Regions from separate parts of the Sus scrofa genome. Here region 2 is linked to region 1. The links are chromatin contacts, called in public HiChIP or PLAC-seq maps. All regions are on one chromosome and are shown on one strand. Each heading gives the region's core, a stretch centred on a gene start, on an enhancer-like site or on the middle of the called end of the contact. The rest is flanking DNA. Distances are from core to core; before and after follow the strand shown. Region 1 holds the start of NEK9 (serine/threonine-protein kinase Nek9). Region 2 has its middle 6.3 kb from the start of BATF.

Region 1 (7,206 bases), core at 2,830-5,329:
CATATGCCACGGGAGCAGCCCAAGAAATGGCAAAAACAAAAACAACAACAACAACAACAAAAACCTTTAGCATAGTGCCAGGAACATAATAAATGTTAGCTGTTACCTCTGTAGGTCATATTGCCACAACCTTACAATTGAAAGACAACCTCATAGTCCCACAACTTTACGACTGAAAGACAACCTTGGAGATGTAACTTGCCCACGGTCACAAAACGGATGGAACATGTTTCCACTCTATCACAATTTTCTTAGTGACTTGAGAGCAGGAAGCATCTCTTTGCAGATCCCCACCTCCAAATGCAGTATCTTGCACCTGGTGTTCGAAGAATCGCGGGACTAGATGGGCAAAGATTTTTAAAGACATGGAAGAATGTGAAATCTGAAAAAGAGGGGGAGATTGTCATGATAGTTGACTTAAAACACCTAGAATTGTGTGGAAAAGGGAAGGACCCAGGGTAGTTCTGGAAGAAGTAACCGGTGCACTGACTGAGATGACAGGGTGGGGTGGGGGTGGGGGGGCAAGTATTTCTGCTTATCTTTACTCTTCGTGTGTCTTTACTATAACCTCTTTCTAAACAAAGGGCGCTATCTGACGTTGAAAGAGACTGCTTCCCCAGCCACTGCCGTTGAAATAGGTCTGTGGCCAAGATGAGACTGAACAACCTTTGCACCTCAAAACTGTCTGGGGACCTGGCCAGGGCTCAGCCGAGGGGTCTTTAGACCGGTCGGTGATGTCCCTGCCCCTGCCAGAGCCCTTTGGCTCCATGCAGCCCCCACGAAGTGCTACCAACTCCGCCCGAGGCCTCGTTTTCCTCACAACCGGGAAGGAGAGAAGTCTTGGCCCCGAGGCTAAGCGAGCTGGCGGGCGAAGGCGGAGGAAACCCCCGCCGGGCCGGAAGCACCCGCAGCTGCTTCCGGGTCAGGGGGGAAGGAGCCACCATGGAGCCTCGCGGGGTGGCGGGGCTGGCGAAGCCGCGGGTCGGTGTCTGAAGCGGGAGCGGCGCAGCGCCGCCAGCACCGCCGGGGACACGCAGGCCGGTCCCGCCGCCGCCGCCGCCGCCGCCATGTCGGTGCTGGGCGAGTACGAGCGACACTGCGATTCCCTCAACTCGGACTTTGGGAGCGAGTCGGGGGGTGGCGGGGACGCGGGCCCGGGGCCCAACGCGGGTCCGGGGCCGCGAGCCGGCGGCGGCGCGGCGGAGCAGGAGGAGCTGCACTACATCCCCATCCGCGTCCTGGGACGCGGCGCCTTCGGGGAAGCCACGCTGTACCGCCGCACCGAGGTAGCCGCCCCCGTCCCGCCTGCGCGGCCCGGCTCTCCCCGCGCCTCGTCCTTACTTAGTGTCAGGGCGCCCGCAGTTATGTGTCTCGGGGTCCTCACCACTCGGCCACCTCACTTGCCCTCAGAGTTGGTTGGATCGCTGGTTTTACTAACTGGTCATTTTTTTTTTTTCTTAAACGCAAGTCATTGAACCTTCTCTAAGCCTTAGTTTCCCCATCTGTAAGTTGGAGTTAGTGGTAACTATCTGCCTTAAAAGTAATGTTTATTTTTTTAAGGTTGTTTTGAGAATCGAACGGGGATTCTTTCCAAATTGTATATTAAAATGGTATACGAGTGTTAGATCTCGTCAAAACTTCCTTCCCCTCTCATTCTGTACAGCTCTCCAAGGTCGGGGTGGAGAGGAGGGGATAGCTTCAAATTTCCCACATCCATGTCAACCCCGCTATCTTTGCCATAGCTTTGAGTTTAGATGTGAACATTGAGTTCGAGATTTTTCTCGAATGTCGCTGGGAAGATTGTCTTGTGTCGGTTTCTTCCTCATCCAGCAGCGTTTATGCATGGGATTTTTTTTTTTTTTTTTTTTTTTTTTTGGTGTATTCTAAGCCATTAGTTCTTAACTTTGCCAGGGATAAGGACTTCTTTGAGAATCTAATGTAAACATTGCCTCCCACCAATCCATTATTACACATATACACATCCATTGAAGAGATTCGTGGATTATTGATCCTCAGATTCAGAATGTGTACTGATTAAAACCCTGTAGTGGTGACTCTCCTTCCAAAAGCTAACCATAAACTCGATTTGATCACTAAAGGCTTAAAACTGTAGTCTTGGAATAGTTAAGCATCAATCAGAACCTTATGGGGTTGCTGAAGATGATTATCTGCAGTGCTGTTTTGTGTTCCAAGCTAGCATACTTTTAAGGCTAAAAGATGGAGGAGGAGAGAAGTGGTTGCAAAATTAATATATAGAGTTACTGTTAAAATTCGGTTTTCCAAATGCACTATGAGAAAGAAGAGATGAGCATTAATATTCCTATTTTATAGTTAAAGCAACTAAGACAGTATATTTGTGTAACTTGCCACTTTTAATTAGAAGCAAATCCTGGGCTGGGACAGAGTTTCACATCTTCTTGTCCATGCCTTTCCATTATTATCATGTTGAACTTGATTCTGAAATTATTTTAAATTATATTACACTTCCCCAAAACTATATAGTATTATCTGTAACACCAAATATTTATTACATCTCTGAGTATAAAGGATTAACTTGAAGCAGCCCTTTCCCTCAAGAAGCTTATATTTCAGTGGGAAGACCAGTTAGATTTGTTCTTTAGCAAATAACATATAAGTTATACATGTACATAAATAAAAAAGAATGGACAAATATTTCAGTGTATGAGCACTAAAAATTAAGGGAATGGTTGCATTGAATAAATGCACAGTAGAAGGTTTATCCATCTTCCTCAAAAGGTTTTTTTGGTTTGTTGTTGTTGTTATTTTTCTTTTTAAGGGCTGCACTAGCCGCATATGGAAGTTCCAAGGCTAGGGGTCAAATCAGAGCTACAGCTGCAGGCGTACACCACAGCCACAGCAACTCAGGATCTGAGCTGCATCTGTGACCTACCTCGCAGCTCATGGCAGTTCCATGTCCCAAACCCACTGAGTAAGGCCAGCGATCAAACCCACATCTTCATTGGTACGAGTCGGGTTCGTTTCTGCCATGATGGGAACTCCCTCCTCAGAAGTTCTAAAGGCCCAGTAGAGCCAGTCTAAAGGATATGCATGGTTATTTAGGTAGGATGCTCCTGGGCTGGGGAGCAGTATCAGTAAAAGACAGTATGAAAGAGAGCAGACATTAGCAGCTGCAGGTAAGTTTTCCTGAGTAGAGGAAGACATAGAATGAGAAAAGTGACAGAGAAACAGTTGCAAAATCAGAGTGAGGGAAGTGCACTAAAAATCCTTAAACATGATTTATTCTTTTTTTTCTTTTCTTTCTTTCTTTTTTTTTTTTTTTTTGTCTTTTTAGGGCTGAACCTGTGGCATATGGAGGTTCCCAGGCTAGAGGTCTAATCAGAGCTGTAGCCACTGGCCTACACCACAGCCACAGCGACACCAGATCTTAGCTGAGACTGCGATCTGCAGCACAGCTCACGGCAACACCGGATCCTTAATCCACTGAGCAAGGTCAGGGATGGAACCTGCCACCTCATGGTTCCTAGTCGGATTCGTTTCCACTGCGCCATGATGGGAACTCCCAGACGTGACTGTTCTTAATCCAGAAAGGATAAATGAAAATCACTAGAGAAATCTAAATTTATAAAATTAGAGGCAACTTTAATATTTCCATTTTACAAGAAACAGTGGTCAGCTATGGATAACCACTCTCCAGTTCTCTGTTCCCCCAATACTCTAGCCATATTACTGTCCTAATCATGACTAGCAGTCTGTCTTAATGTCCCTCAATAGAATCTTTGAGATCTGCCTCCAACCCATGTTTTTACCTGAAATTGACATCATGTAAATTAGGTGTAAAAACCTGTAACAGCATCATAATGCTTTTCCCAGTCCTGCAGTGTTATGATACTTAATTTTATGCAGAACCTTTCAAGTCTGTTCATGTTTTGTTTAAAGGCAGAAAAGGAGTCAGTCTCTGCCCATCTAGGAAGTTCTCTTTCTAGGCTTACAGATCCGGGTATGGAGTCATTCTCTGCCAGGCAAGAGGAAAGCACGATACCTCTATTACTGTGTTGTAGGATGACTCATTGGTCGTGTGGAAGGAAGTTGATTTGACCCGACTGTCTGAGAAGGAACGTCGTGATGCCTTGAATGAGATCGTTATTCTGGCGTTGCTGCAGCATGACAATATTATTGCCTACTACAATCACTTCCTGGACAATACCACCCTGCTGATTGAGCTGGAGTATTGTAATGGTAAGGTAGAACTCAGTGGGACTTCTTCCAGCTAGACATTCTTGTGCTTATACTTACCTTGAGGGGGAAAGAAAAAGAAGGTGCATATACAGTGATTAAAAAAAAAAAAAAAAAAACTAGATGGATTTCTAGAGTTTAAGAGAACTAGTTCAGGCCCTGCAGTGTTTTGAAGTGATCTACAAAATGAAGGGAGGGATTTTCCCCTGAATACCTAAATTCTCCTTTGTGATTATAATTCCATCGTCATATTATTTGATCAGTTAAATTTTACATTCATTTTCCAAGGTTTTTTTCACGAAATGACATTAGTCAGGCGTTAGAGACATAGCATGGTTTGGCACTGAGTGATGTAATATTTAATGAAATCTTATAGCTGATATTTATTTATCTTGGCTTCAGCTAAAGCTGTCGTATTGAAAAGTGGTCCAAAGATCATAGCTGACTGAAAATGATATATAGCAAAGCATGGCCTTATCTGGTCTCTGATTTCTTTGAGCCCTTTTGCTTGTAAAAGAGCAGTCTAGCCTAGTTGTTAAAAAAAAATAGACCCTGAACCCATATCCCAAGCTCCACTACTTTTTAGCTCTATAATCTTGCACAAGCAGCCTAACTTCTCTGTGCCTCAGTTTTCTTATCTTAAGTGAGATTGCAGATAAGCAGTAGTTAAGCTCATAGGGTTGTATTAAATGAATGTGTAAAGCCCCTAGCATAGTGCTTGATATGTAGCAAATTTTTAGTAATTACTGTGCTAGCTCTTATCCTTCTTACTACACAGAGAACCCTGAAAGCCCTTTCTTGAGCTGCATGTTAGAGAGGTTCCAGCATATTCTTCACTTAAATCTCTAAGAGAGGAGTTCCCTTGTGACACAGTGGGTTAAGGATCCACCCTTGTCACTACAGCAAATTAGGTCCCTGCTGTGGTACAGGTTCAATCCCTGACCCAGGAACTTCCACCTGTGACAGGTGTGGCCAAAAAAAAAAATCTCTAAGAGAAAGCTCCTAGATTTCTAACTTTCTTACTAGCTTCTTGGATATCATGATTGTTCCTTGTTCTGATCAACCCTAAATATGTGAGATTATATTAGCGATTTTTGAAGTAGCAAAAGCCTCTAGTAGTTAACTTCCTTTGTGGTTAGGAGGAACTAGAACAAATAGTACATTTATTGAAACACAGAGTTACTAAATTGCAGAAGCAAAGAAGTTGTGAAACTTAGCCAGGACTACAGTGTAAGTTATAGTTGCAGGTAGGAAATACAGTGAGTCATCATCATTTGCGGTCTGTATTACTTTATAATGAGAGGAGAAGCAAAATCAGACTTACTCTGCAGCAAGGAGTTAGTAAAGGGGGTCAAGACTGGAAACAATCTAGAGTCTACCCTAAATTTTGGGAAACCTTTTCAATATGAAATGGAAAGAAAAAGAAGGTGATATATACACCTGTATATACAAAACATCCCATCACAGGAGTACCTGGCAGGTTCTAATAGTCAAATGAGAGAGATGTGACCAAAACATTGCAGATTCCTTTAAAGGGAGTTCTGAAAAAAGAAAATCATCTGATTTTGAAGACTTTCAAAGTAATTTCGCTAATTAGGGTACTATAGAAATGGTCTTTACTCTCATCTTTTCTAAAAATGCCATACTTCCTGTTTTTCAGTTTTTGTTTTTTTGAGTCTCTTCTGTTAGGGAGGGGAATCCTTTTTTTTTTTTTTTAATCATTTTAATATTTGTTTCCCATATAACTTAAATATAGCTCTAATCTACTTTTTTTTTTTTTTTTTTTGCTTTTTGGCTTTTTGGCTTTTTAGGGCTGCACCCGTGGCATATAGAGGTTCCTAGGCTAGGGGTCAAATTGGAGCTGTACCTGCTGGCCAACACCACAGCCCACAGCAATGCTGGATCCTTAACCCACTGAGTGAGGCCAGGGATCGAACCTGCCTCGTCATGGATGCTAGTCAGATTTGTTTCCGCTGAGCCACGACAGGAACTCCAGGGAGGGGAATTTTTGAAGAATATTTCAGATATAGGCTTTGACAGATGGGAAGAGTTTTGTATCCATGTAAAGAGGCAAGAGGGAAGAATGGATTTCCTTTGGAGCAGAAGCAAAATCCTTCGCTTCCTGTGTCACCTGTTAAAACCATAGTACCTTTGATCTCTATTAATTAATTCAAACCTGTTTCTTGTTTAATTGCAGGAGGTAACCTTTATGACAAAATCCTTCGTCAAAAGGACAAGTTGTTTGAGGAAGAGGTAACTCACATTTCTGTGGAAGGAAGCTAGAATTGTAGTATTGTGATTCTTGCATTCTAGTTCTGTATTTATACTCTTCCAACAATGAAGAGTGTTTTTTTTCCTTTTGTTCAGACTCCTTCCAGGCCCTGGTTGATATTCATGAGAAAGGAAACCTCTAACAAGGAAGCTGTCTTTAGCTGCTTCCTAAACGGTTTACCTCAACATCATGATTCTCTATGGGCTTTCTTTCCCGGTTCTATTACTGCATACTGGTATGCCCAGTTTTCTATACCTTTGCATTCTTCCTGGGTTTCTTTCCACAAGTCTGCTTCACCATACTATATTTTATAACAACATTGGAACTATTTTATGATGATCTGCTTTCTTTCTTTTTTTTTTTACCCCTATCTCTTTTCTTTGCCTACTCAACCTACAAGCAAGAAATGTCAAGTCATGTTGAATCATAACCTCTGATTGCAGTTTCCTTTGTTTTGTGTGTTCAAGTGTGTATGTATGTGTATGTATTTAAATGGAAGTTTGTTTGTTTCCAGTCCAAATATAATTTATTTTTTCTCCGCAGATGGTAGTGTGGTACCTATTTCAGATTGTTTCAGCAGTGAGCTGTATCCATAAAGCTGGAATCCTTCATAGGTAAGAGTGAAATAATATGGGATGGATTCCATTTCACCCATCCAACCCCCACCTTGGGCACCTCCTGTCAGCACTATTATTTTCTTGATTAAGCAGTCAAGGCTC
Region 2 (7,206 bases), core at 1,729-4,228, 350 kb before region 1:
CAGTAAATATTTGTTGAATGATTGCTTGATTCTGCAATTCCAAATCAATAAACTGCTTTCATATTTAAAGAGAGAAATGAAAAACTGGCTCTTATATAGAACGATGGTCTCTTTCAATAGTATTGATTATAAATTATCTCTAAATACTTAAGATTACAGAATAATAAACACTTGCATATCCACCATAAAGCTTATTAAATAAGTTATGAATGGAACCCGAGACTCCTCCTGAATCCCATTCCCTCCTCACCCAGGTAACGTTCATCCAGAATGTGGTCTTTATCTTTCTTATTCATTTCTCTCTACTTGAACCATATCTCTATGGTACCTAAGCAATACAGAGTACTGCGTTGCATGCTCTTTAACTTTTGACATTGGTCATATTTTTACATTTAGTTGCTATTTTGTATTGCACCATATCTGAAGGATCACTGGCAAGGCTTGGAATACAGGCATTCTCCCTGAGATTGTTCTGGAGAACACCACAAAGCCACCAAGCAACTGCTGTGAAACAGCATTAGCTCAGTCAGCATCAGCCCACAGCTGAAGCTCATGCTAAGGTAGCATTTGCTAGACATTTAAATCCCTTACACTGACAACGCACACGTTATCAGGACAGTTGTTGGCTCATGCACGGCCCTGGTACAAATTAGAAAACAGTGCCATCTCTTGGTAGGCAATCCCAGGCCAAAAGGCAGAGTCTGGTAAGCCCCTATTTGACGTCCAAGATTGGGGCTCTTGAACAGTGAGGAGTTTGTACAACTATACTCAACACCCTTGCCGTGTGTCACTATGTGCCAGGCACATAACATGACTCACTGAATTCTCCCATCAGTCACAGAGGTAAGTAGAGTTGACCCTTGAGTTGACCCCTTGAGTTAGGGGTGCTGACCCCTATGTAGTCAAAAATCCCATATAACTTTCGACTCCCTCCAAACCTTACTAATAACCTACTATTGACTGAAAGCCTTGCTGATAACATAAACAGTTGATTAACACATATTTTGTATATGATATGTATTATATAAGATATTCTTATAATAAAGTAAGCTAGGAGAAAGAATGTGTTATAAAGAAATCATACAGAAGATAAACTATGTTTACAGAACTGTACTGTATTTATCGATACTGTTATGTTTGTGTCACTGTTTACAAGATGAATTGTCAGTACCTACATCAACCATGTCTTATGTGCTATAAAACACTGTAGGTATTCTATGTATTACTAACACTAGATATCAAAAGTGAAAAGACAATGTGAAAGAGAAATTCACATTTATTGACAGGTGTAAGGACTCATGTTTTGATAACAAGCAACAATATGATTGCTCTGTGGTAGCTTTGTGTAATCAATACGATTGTTTCATGGTACATGAATGAATGAATCATAACATTTTTATGGCATACACTATTACACTCACATTTATAATACAGTACTGGAGACATTGACACTTTAAAAAATTTTCCTGTGATAAGCTGATAGGCATTTTCACCAATTATGTGAGAAAGAAGCATCCTGTATGGTAATGTAATTCTTTGAAAGCCAATAACCTGGCTGGAGGTGGGAGGTGGGAGGTGGGAGTTGCTGGTTGTGGGAGGTGGGAGAAGGGGTGGTCCTGAAGGGGGAGAGAAGAAAAGTGGCGGGAAGGGGGAGCTCCAAGAATTTAGGGCAGTAGATATCTGCCTATCTGTATTTTATTGTTTAAATAACTAGTATCATGGAGTTCTCTGGTGGCCCAGTGGTTTAGGATCTGATGTTGTCATGCTATGGCTTGGGATCACTGCTGTGCTGCAGGCTCAATCCCTGACCCCAGGAACTCCCCCATGCCACAGGCAGGGCCTAAATAATTAAATAGTATCATAATGCAAGTGCCTATTGGGTCAGCCTTGTTTAAAATTAGCAGGATACATTGTAGGCAAATGGGCTTCTTAAGGTAATGGAAAATCTGATGGTGGTTTTTTTTTTTTTTTTTTCTTTCCTTTTTCTTTTTAGGGCCGCACCCCAGGGGCATATGGAAGTTCCCAGGCTACAGGTTGAATGGAGCTGTATCCGCCGGCGCCAGCCTACGCCACAGCCACAGACACGCAGGATCTGAGCCACATCTTCGACCTACACCGCAGCTCACGGCAACGCCGGATCCTTAGCCCACTGAGAAAGGCCAGGGATCGAACCCGCGTCCTAGTCACGTTCGTTACCGCTGAGCCACGGCGGGAACTCCTGAGGGTGTTTTTAAAAGTACCACAAACTTGCTGTCTTCACATCAGCCTAGATGTGTCTTCACATCTTGGCTGTGCCCCAGTGCCATCAGAAATACAAACTTCACTCCAGCCCCTGCTGAATCAGCTCATTTCCAGCTCTGACCAAATCGTTAAGAAAATGGGTTGAAACTGAGGAACAGTTCAAAGCAGAAACTTCCTGAATGTCTGTGATGTGTTCCCGGGGCGTGGGGGCGGGGGACCCACTACAGGACTAGGTATTTTTCCTTCAGAACTGTCATTTCGGAAGTCACACTGCCATCCCTGGAAGGAGGTGCACCATCTCCCAAGGCCAAAAAGAAGAAAGGAACTCAATTGCTCGGGTCGCCCTCGGATATTCTGGTTTGATGGGTCTGCGCTCAGAAGAACTCTTTAAAAGCTCCCCAGGGGGTAGTTTTAACACAAAGCCACAAAAGCCCTGGGATGGAGCACCTTTCTCCGGGAGGCGGCCCTTCGTGGCCTCAGAGTTCAGTCGTTTCCAGGCCCAGCTCGTTTCCACCTCGGTTCTTTTCTCTTTCACCTGCTCTGGGACACAGAGGCCTCAACTCCCTGGGGTGAAGCGGCTCCGGATCTACTTTCCCCACCCGCTTGGAGCTAGTGCCCAACCTGTGTGCACTATCCCCGGGGTCCCGGTCCGCCAGCGCGGGTCCGGCCAGGGCCCGGTGCGGGGAGCTGGGCGGGGGCACAAGGGTCAGGAGGGGTCGGGAGCGCTCCCTCGCCTCCTCCCTTCACAGGCTCTCAGGTGCCACCTGCGGGCGCCTGGGGCCGCGGCTGCCTTTCGGGCCTCTGTCTTTTCCTCCGAAACGCAGTTTCACTTTCCCAGAGCTTTTCACCTCCCATTCCCTGATAGCCGGCTCTCTAGTTAGTAAAGACGAAACCCAGGAAGAGGAAAGAAGAATTTCCTGAGTGTGCAGGCAAATGTCCCCCGGGTCCCCAAGGGCCCCTCACTGGTGGCTGGAGGCGGGGGGCGGCAGGCCTTCCCGTCAGCTGCTGCCCACCCTTCCAGGCTGCCCCACCCAGGTCAGAATTCCTGGCTTCTCACCCCTCCCATCTAGACCGTGCAGGCCTTGACACCAAACCCACTCTTTTTTCCGAGCTCCATCTGAGCACTTTGCTGAAGGTGCCAGCTTTGACATCTTAAGGGTTGACTGCAACTTTTTAGTTATTTGAACAAAAATAATAAAAATCCCCTAGCTTTCTTAATTTTTTTTTTTTTTTTTTTTTTTTGATGGTAAAAGCACAAAGCGCAGAATGGCAAGTCTTCAATTGCTTACGAGATGGTTAAAGGGGATTTTTGTTAAAGTTTCCCAAACAAGTAGGGAAAATATTTACCTGAGGGCAGAGTCCTCCAGCAAAAGGGCCAGAGTGGGTGGCCAGGGGCCGGTAGGGAAATTCCCCCAAGGGCCTTGGCAAGACCTGTCATCCAGCCCTCTCCAGCCTCAAGCCCAGATAGGAAACTTCTTAGGAGGGAATGGCAGCCGCAAATGTGCTGGCCCCAAAGGGTTAAAGCCAGACTTTGGTATTTTGATATTTCAGGTGGATAAATCTTTATTGGGTGGCTATGCTGTGCATTGTAGGATGTTTAGCAACGTCTCTGATCTCTACCCACTAGGTGCCAGTAAATCTCCCCCGTTACAAAAATCACAAAATGTTTCTGGACCTTGCCAGGCATTCTGTGGGGACGGGCATCAAAATGGCCCCAGGTAAAAACCACTGGATTGAACACCATGCACCCCAAAGCAACGGTTTCCCCATCAGTCTCGACCTGGTGACCTCACAAACCCTGTCAACGTTTAGGAAACCTCTGAACAGATGTGTTTGCTCCATGTAGCTTCCGAGTCCCCAGGTTTTGGACCTGGTTTAGCCTGTGGGTGTAGCCATGCTGACCACAGGCCAAGGCAGCTCCTGGGGTGATCATCCGAGCGGCTTCCAGCATCCATCCTTCTCACCTGCCCCTCATGGAGCAGCAGGAAGGGAGCAAGAGCTCTCATTGTCAAGAGAAGGGCCACTCCGTTGTTTAATAGCCAACTGGATTGTAAAATGAAGATATATCAAGATGAGGTAACAAGAATTATGGTGTACACACACACATGCACACACACACACACATGCACACATATATACACACACGCAGGTTTTTTTGGTTTTGTTTTTGTTTGTTTATTTTGGTTTTTTTTTGCTGCACAGCATATGGAAATTCCAAGGCCATGGATTGAAACCAAACCAGAGCCACGACCTTTGCCACAACGGCAGTAACGCTGGATCCTTAACCCACTGCACCACAAAGAGATGAAGCAGTGTGTTTGCACTAGAACCGGGTAATTATGGGATTTATGCCGTTAGGAGTTTTTGGTGCACTGATACTTACAGGCAGTGGGAAGTAACTTCCATGCTGGGTTTATCCCCTCTTCTCCCGGCCTGGCTGAGTCTTTCTGGCTGAATATATGACCTCATTTGCACATAAGGAGGGAATCTGAGGGCTTTGGGAATGTGAGGCCTGAACCAAATCACTTTTTATCCCCCCTGCCTCTTCCCCGCCCCCCACAACCCTGAGAGGCGGCTGAGAGAGCCTTATGGTCAGGAAAGAAGGTGGGAAAAGGCAAACAGCTTCTCAGCGTTGGGTTTGAATATGCAATCAAATGTTCTAGCTCTGCCCCGTAGTAACCATGTGATCTTGGGCAGAGCCCTTAAAACTCTGTGCCCCGGTTTCCTCATCTTTGTAATGGGAAGTAAGTACCCACCTCATAACTATTGAATGTATTTAAATTTCTTAGCACAGTGAGTGGTGCCAAGTAAGCATTTGGTGCCTAAGGCTATTATGTTTTATTTATTTTATGGAGCCCAAATAGATCTGGGCTATTTCCAGTACAGTGTCTCATCCAAAAGAAGCATTAAGAGGGAATCACATCACATACCAACTTCCTGAAGTTCTCTTTACACAGTTTCTCTCCCACATCAGCCTCCTCAAGACTGTTGTGCCAGGCTATCCTTTCTTTTCTGAGGTCTTTGTTTCTGCTTCCCAAATCTCATGGCCATATCCGTGACACTCACTCCTCTCTCGCTGAGCAACTCTAGCCTCTACCTCCCAAAGACGTGTTCTTCGTTCCTCGGCTGGACATCTCCAGGCCAGATTACTCTCACTTACCTTTTTGTTCCATTGTCTTCCTCTCCACCCTCTTGTGGCTCCAAAATTTCTGTAGCTACTGGCCCCCGAAACAAAGATGTCTCTTCCACCTGTACTTGGATATGTGAGTGGTCTTTGTGTTTTGACTCTTATGAGCTAAGTGGCTATGCATATGCATGTAAAAGCCTTTTGGGAGATGTATGCTATCGGTTTTCTTGGGTAGTGACCTGGATGGGAATACCTGCAACCTAGCTATAGTCATTTGTTAGTTCTAGTAGCTGTTATGTAGAGTCCTTAGAATCTTCTTAGATGATTATGTTTTCTGTGAATAAAGACAGTTTTACTTTTTCCTTTCCAACCCATTTGCCTTTGTTTCTTGCGTCAGCGCATAGGTCTTTGTGTAGAGTTCAGTGTTGAATAAAGACGTTGAGAGTAGACATCCCTGCCTTGTTTCTAATCTGAAGATAGAAGTATTCAGTCTTTTATCATTAAGTAGAATGTAAGCTACAGGGTTTTGTTTTTTATAGATTTTCTTTTCTCAGGTTGAGGAAATTCCTTCTATTTCTAGTCTGTTGAGAGCCTTCATCTTGAATGTTTGTTGAATTTTGTCAAGTGCCTTCTCCTAATCTTTTGGTATAATTCTATGATTTCTCCCATTTATTCCATTTTAGGATAATTACATTAATTGATTTTTTTTTTGAATGTCACACCAACTTTGCATTTCTGGGATATACCTTATTTACTCACACTTCTTAGCATATTTTAAAATTGAGATATAATTCGTACACCATGAAGTTTGCACTTTTAAAGTGGACAATTCAGTGGTTTTTAGTGTATTCTAGAGTTGCACAACTATCATGACTATCTAATTTGAGAACATTTTCATCGTCTTAAAAAGAAACTCTGTACCTGTTAACAGTCACTCTCAATTCCCTCCTCCCCTCTATTTCTGGCAATCATTAATATACTTTCTATCTTTGTGGGTTTGCCTATTCTAGACATTTCATATACAGTCCTACAATATGTGGCCTTTGTGCCTGGCTTCTTTTGTTTAGCATGTTTTTAAGGTTCATTCATGTTGTAGCCTGTAGCAGTATTTTTTTCCTTTCTATGGCTCCATAATACTTCATTGTCCATTCATCAGTCTATTACCATTTGGGTTATTTTGGCTCCTATAAATAATGCAGCTACAAACATCTGTATGCAAGTATTTGTGTGGATATATACTTTCAATTCTCTTGGGCACATTCCTAGGAGTGGGGTTGTTGAGCCATATGCCACTTTCTGTTTAACTTTTGAAAGACTATTCTATTGTTTTCCACAATAGCTGCCCTATTTTACATACCCAACCACCCATGAAGCTTTCAATTTCTCTGCATCTCCATCGACACTTGTTTGATCATCTTTTTAATTACTCTTATTCTAGTGGGTATGAAGTGATGTCTCAATATGGGTTTTTTTTGGTTTGGTTTTGTTTTTGTCTTTTTGCCATTTCTTCGGCTGCTCCTACGGCATATGGAGATTGCCAGGCTAGGGGTCTAATCGGAGCCGTAGCCACCAGCCTACACCAGAGCCACAACAACGCGGGATCTGAGCCGCGTCTGCAACCTGCACCACAGCTCACGGCAACGCTGGATCATCAACCCACTGAGCAAGGGCAGGGATGGAACCCGCAACCTCATGGTTCCTAGTCGGATTCGTTAACCACTGCGTCACGACGGGAACTCCTCAATATGGTTTTGATTTACATTTGCCTGTGACTAATGAGGTCAAGCTTCTTTTCATGTACTTATTGGCCATACACATGTCTTCTTTGGAGAAATGTC

Evidence for each region. HiChIP or PLAC-seq counts read pairs in DNA pulled down with a chosen protein or histone mark.
Region 2: a contact with region 1 is called in an H3K27ac HiChIP or PLAC-seq map of alveolar macrophages. The contact joins two enhancer-like sites. A contact is called at or near these places in 2 of 5 promoter capture datasets (fetal skeletal muscle and liver) and 1 of 2 datasets of contacts at active chromatin or transcription factors (alveolar macrophages).

What each region holds. Positions count from the first base shown.
Region 1 is chr7:98,315,779-98,322,984 of Sscrofa11.1, reverse strand. It overlaps NEK9 (serine/threonine-protein kinase Nek9), which reads left to right and starts at 913. Exons shown (of 22, transcript XM_003356752.4): 1 at 913-1,286; 2 at 4,041-4,218; 3 at 6,413-6,468; 4 at 7,031-7,101. The coding sequence starts at 1,068. Within about 2 kb of position 4,079, at least 16 of the 83 cell types and tissues checked have an H3K27ac peak or open chromatin away from gene starts, as enhancers often do. A contact at or near this core is called in alveolar macrophages, where this site is marked.
Region 2 is chr7:98,660,318-98,667,523 of Sscrofa11.1, reverse strand. No RefSeq gene overlaps it. Among named protein-coding and RNA genes, the nearest start is that of BATF, 6.3 kb to the left of the region's middle. Within about 2 kb of position 2,978, at least 38 of the 83 cell types and tissues checked have an H3K27ac peak or open chromatin away from gene starts, as enhancers often do. A contact at or near this core is called in alveolar macrophages, where this site is marked.